2 separate regions of the Zea mays genome follow, and region 2 is linked to region 1. A link is a contact called in public Hi-C data. All regions are on one chromosome and are shown on one strand. The core of a region is the stretch at or near the end of the contact, and the rest is flanking DNA. Distances in the headings are between cores, read along the strand shown. Region 1 holds the start of LOC100274431 (BTB/POZ domain-containing protein POB1). Region 2 holds the start of LOC103626964 (F-box/kelch-repeat protein At3g61590-like).

Region 1 (3,352 bases), core at 231-2,730:
AGTAATGATTATATTGCATCAATTCGTATTCATATGAATTTCATAATGTAGACATGTACATTAACAGGATTTACATTACATTGATACCTTCGGCTTGTTCGAAGGTGTTGACGTGAGAGCGATTACAATCCAGCATGAACAGTACGTTGCTACTGTTCATATATTTATAGGCACGGACACAGCCCGGGTAAAAGTACATTTGTGTCCTTGATATTTACTTATGAACATAACATAAATCATTAAGGACTTGCTAGTCTTTTTCCCTTCCGGTCAGCATCATGTCTGGTCTTCATCACCATTTAAGCCGAAGCTATTACTCTTCGGCTATAACTTCAACGTTCATTCTTATCATCTTCGGATTATATCTTCATCTCGTATGCCTTTGCCATGGGAGAGAACTTCCATTCTGAAGCCCAAGTTCCCTGTAATAATTCATATCATGCTGAAAATATATGGTTAGTCATGTTTTTAGGACCTTCGAGAGAGTAAGCCCCCTAACAGTGTGTCAGTCCGGGTTGTACTTAACCACACTGTAATGACCTCTAATAACCCTTGAGGGGGGAATATTCTGGGGATAACGTAGGTAACTAGGGGCATAACTATATTTACAGTTACCTATAATACCCCGCACTGTACCCTGATGGGACAGGCTGAAAAAACACTGTTGCTCTAATCCATCGTGTTGTTAAGCATCAAAGTATTTTTGTTTCCCACTACTTGGACCCACTCGACCACGTGTCACTGAGTTCCAACAGCAACCGAACAAACCCGAACAAGAGCAATTCCCCGCAACAAATAGAGGACGTAGTCTCTATTGCCACTCTCACCATATATATACAACACACGACATTGGATATTTTCGAATTGAAACACTAGAGGTGGTATTAGGGCTGGAAATGAGCCGAACTTAGCTCGGTGCAACTCGTTGACAGACAAGCTCAGCTCATTCACTCAACGAGCTGAAAGAGGAGGCTCAGCTCGGCTCGCAAGCTGGACCTTGATAAATAATATTGCATTATATAGTGATTTAATAGTACATAAATGTGAAAAATATAATCATCATTTAATACTATAAGTGAAATTATCTATTATTATATATAGTTTGATTAATTTGGCACGGCTTACGAGCCAGAACGAGCTAGCTCGGTGGACCAGCAAACTCAAAAATAAGGCTCGACTCGACTCACTCGACGTTTACAAACTGCCCCAAACTTAAACTGGCTCGTGAGCTTTGAACTTTTTTTTTTCAGACCTAGGCGTACGCAAACGGTCAGCCAAACTAACAATCCGAGCACGAATTCAACGCAAACGGTCAGCCGAGCCAAACCAACAATCCGAGCACGAATTCAACGCCGCTGTCGCGGCACCATCGGCACCACCACCAAAACGTTTGAAGCCCCCTTTCCCATCCTAGCCCCTCCATTGCCTCATTATAACCACCACCGTCTCTTCCTTGTGTCTTCTCCTCCTTTCCCTCCCGGCCACTTCTCTCGTTTCGCCCTCCCCCTCGAGCACCCCGCCGGCTAGGGTTACGGCCACCGCCTTCCACGCCTCCCCCACTTCCCGTAGGCGGAGGCTGGTCGGCGTGCACGCGACCGCGGCGGCGGAGATGGACCCGGACTTCTCGCCCGGGGGCGGGGGGCCCAGCTTTGAATTCGCCTTCAACGAGGTCAACTTCTCCGACCGGGAATTGCGTATCGAGGTCGTCGCCGGGGATGACTACGCTCCGGGGTCCAGCGGCGCCGGTGCCGGAGGAGGTGGCCTCGCCGACTGGGCGCGCCACCGCAAGCGCCGCCGTGAGGAGCTCCTCAAGGAGAAAGGTACGCCACGGATTCTGGCTACGCATGCCGTTGTTGCCTTGCGGTCGTGTGATTTTGCGTGTTTATTTGTGACGCTTGACGCGATTCGGCTGAGAATTTGCTGGGGGCTCCTATGTGCCTCGTTTATTTTAGTAAAATCTGATTCACGTAGGTACCCGACAATATAGGTTATAATGGAAAGGGAATCGGTGAAGGATAGAGAGGAATTTCAATTTGGAGCTGCCATGACGCACTTGTACGAATTATCTGACATTTTGATCTGTCATGAGCTACAATAATTGACAAACGTATTTACAGGAATAAATGAATTAATTCAGGCTATCCATAGTTTGAATTTGAGTTGACCCACCCAAATATTCAAATTAATCTAGTTGAGAAGCTACGGGGTAACGAGAGGGGTGCAACTCAGAAACCATTTGCAGGTGATGCATCTGTACTTTTTAGGTTGGCAGCGTATAGATGCTTCTGATTATGGAGGTGTAGGTTTTGTGTCGCCTGTTCTTAAGATAACCATGGAAGACTTACTCTGTTGATAAAATACCCGGAGAGGGTCAATTGTGCTTCATAATCATGGAAACCATAGTTATTAAGGTGTAGTTTAAGCACTGGAGCGGGCTAGGGTTACACTATGCCTTGCATATATATATGTTGTCTGTCTTATGGGTTTGGCGTCTCAAAATCGTCACATTAGCGTCTGAATCGTAGGAAATCACTTGTGGAAGAAAGGTGGGAGGAGGGGGAAAGCATCAGGAGATTCTGGCGGGAGACTCATAGGAAAAGCATGGGAGAAATAGAGCGTGTGGCAGAGAGGAAGTGCATGGAAGACGGAGAGCGGCAGATCTGCTGGCTACTGTGCCGGAGTTGCTGTCCTCCCTCGTTCCAGCAGCCCTGGTGGCAGCAGCCATCTTCTCGTGTCGATTCAACAGCAGGCCATGGCACCTCTAATTTGCTGTAATAAGTGTTGTGGAAATGTGTGTGTTCTATGTTGTGTTGGATTTGTGGCCATACAAGGGATCAAGTTCGAAACGATGATATAGGTGATAGGATATGGTTAGCACCAATTGAAGAAAAGCTTGTCTAACACCAATTGAGGTGATTTGAACGTGTGAGACCTCCAAAGACACCAGTGTGTAGTGGGATCTTACTGCGTGATAGTAATGATAAGAGGCAGGGGAATGCTGAAGTTGACATCGGAGAAAATAAAAGGAGACTTGAAAGGATGGAATATAATCAAAGATTTAGCCTTGAATAGGAGAGGAAAACAACTATCCACGTGCCTAAACTTTGATTTGTGGCTTTTGTTGGGTTTCAACTCTAGTCTACCCCAACTTGCTTGGGACTTTATTGTTGTTGTTCAAGGTTATGGGTGTCTAGTTGCAGTCATGTTCCTGCTGATGTGATTCTGTGAATATTCTTTACAGTAGCAACTGGCCAAATTAATAGACCACAAGATTGAGGTTCTTGAAATGACAATGGGTGTGGTGTAATATTATAATTTTGAATCAAGATACAAATTTTTTTTTCTGAAAATT
Region 2 (3,850 bases), core at 314-2,813, 140 kb before region 1:
AAACTCCCAATCATCGATCGAGCTGGAGTAAGTTTCCCCGTCCGCAGATAGCTTGAAATCCAAATCCCATAGCAACCTGAGAAATGTAACCAGGTTGTAACCGGAAATCTGGAACCATTGCCACCTACCGGAGGACCTCAGCGTAAGCGTAACCGACCAGCAGGGCAAGCCCACGCGGAGCCTCATACTAACCCTTCGGCGGAGGAGCTTTGTTCAGCGGGCTTCCCTCCGCGAGAGAACACCAAATCCGGAGCAAGTAGGACTGGATCTGCACTTAGAGGCCTCGGATCCACACAACCACTGACCAGATGCCGCTAATGCTACAGGATGATCTAGAGCGGTGGGGGCTGATAAGCCTCTCCATGGCTGGCGCTGCGAAGGGTTTAGGGCGGTGGCAGATGGCTGGCACTGCAATGCCCTTTGCCTGAACAGATGGAGGGAAGCAGCGAGAAAGACGGGGAGGGAGCAGTGGAGCGCGGTGTGCGGAGGTGGGATCCATGAGCGGGCGCGGGAGGTGCGGCGCAGGCGACGCGATGCAGCAGCTCCTCGCGTCGATGGCGGCGAGTCATGCGGGCGGGCGAGGATGGATCACGGGGCGGGGGCACGCGAATCACGGGAGCGGAGCCACGGTAGCTGGTGGACGCCTACTTTGCTATCTTATAGAGTAGTAAAGATTTGGCACATAATAACTCACTCAATATGTATTGAGCACTTAATCACCAAAATATACTAGAAATGACCCAAGGGCACATTTCCCTTTCAAACCCCCCTGTTGTAATAAAGACAATGTTCGGTTGTCTGTTTTAGGCCATGCCCATAGATTTTCCCACTTTTTAGGGCTAGTTTAAGAACCCTATTTTCTAAAGGGATTTCCATTTTTCTAACGAAAAATAGTTTATTTTCCTTTAGAAAGATAGGAACCTTTAGAAAAATATAGTTCCCAAACTAGTCCTTAATACTTTAGCTTCGGAAGAATAGCCTCCAGCTACAGTAGCAGCGCTGTAAAAAGCTCAGCCGAATGTCTAATGCTTCGTTCATATGCCGGTACTGGAGGGCATGAAATTGAATTGGTTTGAATATAAAATCAGCCATGGTATTGAAATTAGATGAAATTACAGTTCTATTATTTGGATGTCCCTGCACAGAGGGGTAACACTCTCAATTGGGAGAGAGAGTTTCTAGTTATAGTCCAATACCACGGAATTGACTCTCTGGTTTTAAAAACCCAATTCTATGTGCAACTAAACAACAGAATTTAGAAAAACTGAATCTAAATCCTGATTTTGTATACCAATATCTACATCAAAACGAGATATAATACTTAAAAAAAGTCCTCGTGATATTACGAATGCGTTAGGAGAGGGTAGAGCTAGATAGCACAGGATGACAGTGAGATTATCTATGTCACATGTCAGGTGGATATGTCCGGTAGACAAAAAAGCACCATCCAAAGGATTTCCGTTCTCTCCCACTACACTAGTACGTCTGGAGCTGAACCGATCGACCCTCTCCCTCCATCCCTCCCTCACTGTCTAAAACATTTTTTTCTTTGCTTGAAGCAAGCACCTTCCCCTTTCTCTGCCTCCCTCTCCCCTCCATATATACGCCATTGTGTCGCTCCGCTAGTCTCGCGCGACGCCCATGGGGGAGGAGGGGGGCCTGATCTAATGTAGGGGCAGGAGGAAGCCCTTCCACTGTTCCATCTCTTTCCCGGAGTAGGTGGTGGGCACGACGAAGGCCCCTCGCCCCCACCAGATTCGTGCAACTCGGCGCCTCATCCGATCGGCACCGGCCGCCCAACGCGCTACAGACGCGCTGCCGGTACCCTCTCCCTCTCCGCCCGGAAGATTTGGTTTTTGGTGCATTTGTTTAGCTCTTGGCGATGAATCCCTGTTCGGTCTGTTCCTGAAAGCGTCGGGACTCTGGAGGACACGGCGGCGGCTTGGTGGATTGTGGGAGGGAGGGCCTTCTCTTGGATTTCTGTTGTCGAGGACAGGTAACCAATCGCATCGTCTTCCCCCATTCATGTTTGTCTTTTTTTTTTTCAGTGAGACATGGATTGTTTGGGGGATTCTTTTTTTTTATTTTTTGGGGGGTTTAGGGTCTATGCTTCATCATGCATTGAATTGCGGGTTAGCGCTTGCTTTTTCGCGCGGCGTCAAGGATTGGTACTAGCCATGAGGCGTGCGTTTCGTGGTGTGGTTTCTGGTAAAATTCGGTGGGTAGATAGTGCTGCTCTTGCCTGCGCTGCTTGCTTTATTTGTCTGCGCCTGCCTTTAATGATCGTGATGTGGCCCTTTCCGCGGCAAATTGAATGTGGTGGCCAAAAATCAGCTGTGGCCCTCTCTGGAAAAAAAATAATAATAGAGAGGTTCTATTTGTGATGGGGACGTTATTGTCCGGCAATTTGTCCCCCCGGCAATTAGAAGTAGCTGTTTCTGTCATTTTTCCCCGTTTAATCGTCCTCGTGGCACAAGACAAATATACGGATCGAGAAAAGATTTATTTATTTATTTATGTAACAAGTAATAAAGAGAGAGAAACTGGTCAGACCTCTGCCATTTGTTGATCTTACTGCATTTCATGTCGTTGAAAGAAGGTTAGATTGGTCAGGTTGGATTATTGCCCTTTTCATCTAGGCGAGTTTAGTCTGTTAAAGAAATGGCATACTTTTGGTGTTTGGTTACCGGCAGATGTGCCCTTGAGATGTAGACAGCCACCAGGTTGTTTTCATCGAATTTGCATTATACATGGTGGTACAGAGTATAGAGAGTCTGACCTGAACATTGCTTTTCTATTTACATCTACTCTGTACTCAGAAAAATTTGGCTGGGCTGAAAATGCTTGCTTAGTTTTATCTGCATCAGACGTTTTCATATTTGGTTCATTTCCCTTATTTTTATCGCAACAATTGTCTCTTGCAGGGTCTTGTATTAGCTAGCTATTCACTGGATGTTGGCGATGGGGACAGAAGAGTGGGAGCTCTATCCTTGTTCCTACAGCGGCTCACAGGTGATAGAGTACAGGCCGGTCTCTGAAGACGAAGACGGCGAGGACGACCAGAACGGGGCCGACGTGGCAGTGTCGCTGGACGCCGTTCTCCCAGACGATCTCCTGGAGAAGGTTCTTTCCTTGTTGCCCGTTGCGAGCGTCATAAGGTCCGGGTCCGTTTGCAGAAGGTGGCATGAGATTGTGCATGCGCAGAGGCACGCGTGGAGCAAGACGGTGCCCGAGAAGCCATGGTACTTCATGTTCACCTGCAGCCAGGATGCGGTTTCAGGGTTCGCCTACGACCCGAGCCTCCGCAAGTGGTATGGGTTCGATTTCCCTTGCATCGAGAGGAGCAACTGGGCCACGTCCTCGTCGGCTGGGCTGGTGTGCCTGATGGACAGCGAGAACAGGCGCAGCGTCCTGGTGTGCAACCCCATCACTAAGGACTGGAAGAGGCTTCCTGATGCTCCTGCTGTTGGGGGCAGGACAGCTGATTACAGTGGCCTCGCCTTCTCCGTGGACAGAAGCACTCATCGCTACACCGTGGCCGTTGCAAGGAGCAGCCAGGTTCCATCCGAGTATTACCAGTGGGAGTTCAGCATCCACTTGTACGACTCGGTGTCTGGCACCTGGGCGACTCCCTTCACGGGGGTGTTGCTTGGGTGGAGAGGCGGCGACGAGTGCGTCATCTGCGACGGAGTCCTCTACTACCTGGTGTACTCCACGGGGGTTGTGATGAACGATAGCGAGCATCGCCATTGCCTTGTGATGTACGACCTCGATGCAAGGCATAGTAGTAGCAGTAGCAGCCACACTTCTCTGCTGAGCATGGCTATCCCGGCGCCGTGCGCCCTTACGT

Evidence for each region. A called contact is a pair of places that touch in the nucleus more often than the background predicts.
Region 2: a Hi-C map of bundle sheath shows a contact between it and region 1, with 4 times the contacts expected there. The contact joins the promoter of LOC103626964 here to the promoter of LOC100274431 in region 1. A contact is called at or near these places in 6 of 25 Hi-C or Micro-C datasets (bundle sheath, ear, endosperm and 2 more).

Annotation. Positions count from the first base shown.
Region 1 is chr5:141,839,417-141,842,768 of Zm-B73-REFERENCE-NAM-5.0, reverse strand. It overlaps LOC100274431 (BTB/POZ domain-containing protein POB1), which reads left to right and starts at 1,480. Exons shown (of 6, transcript NM_001148790.2): 1 at 1,480-1,820. The coding sequence starts at 1,610.
Region 2 is chr5:141,981,637-141,985,486 of Zm-B73-REFERENCE-NAM-5.0, reverse strand. It overlaps LOC103626964 (F-box/kelch-repeat protein At3g61590-like), which reads left to right and starts at 1,563. Exons shown (of 3, transcript NM_001301597.1): 1 at 1,563-1,821; 2 at 1,913-1,996; 3 at 2,925-3,850. The coding sequence starts at 2,953.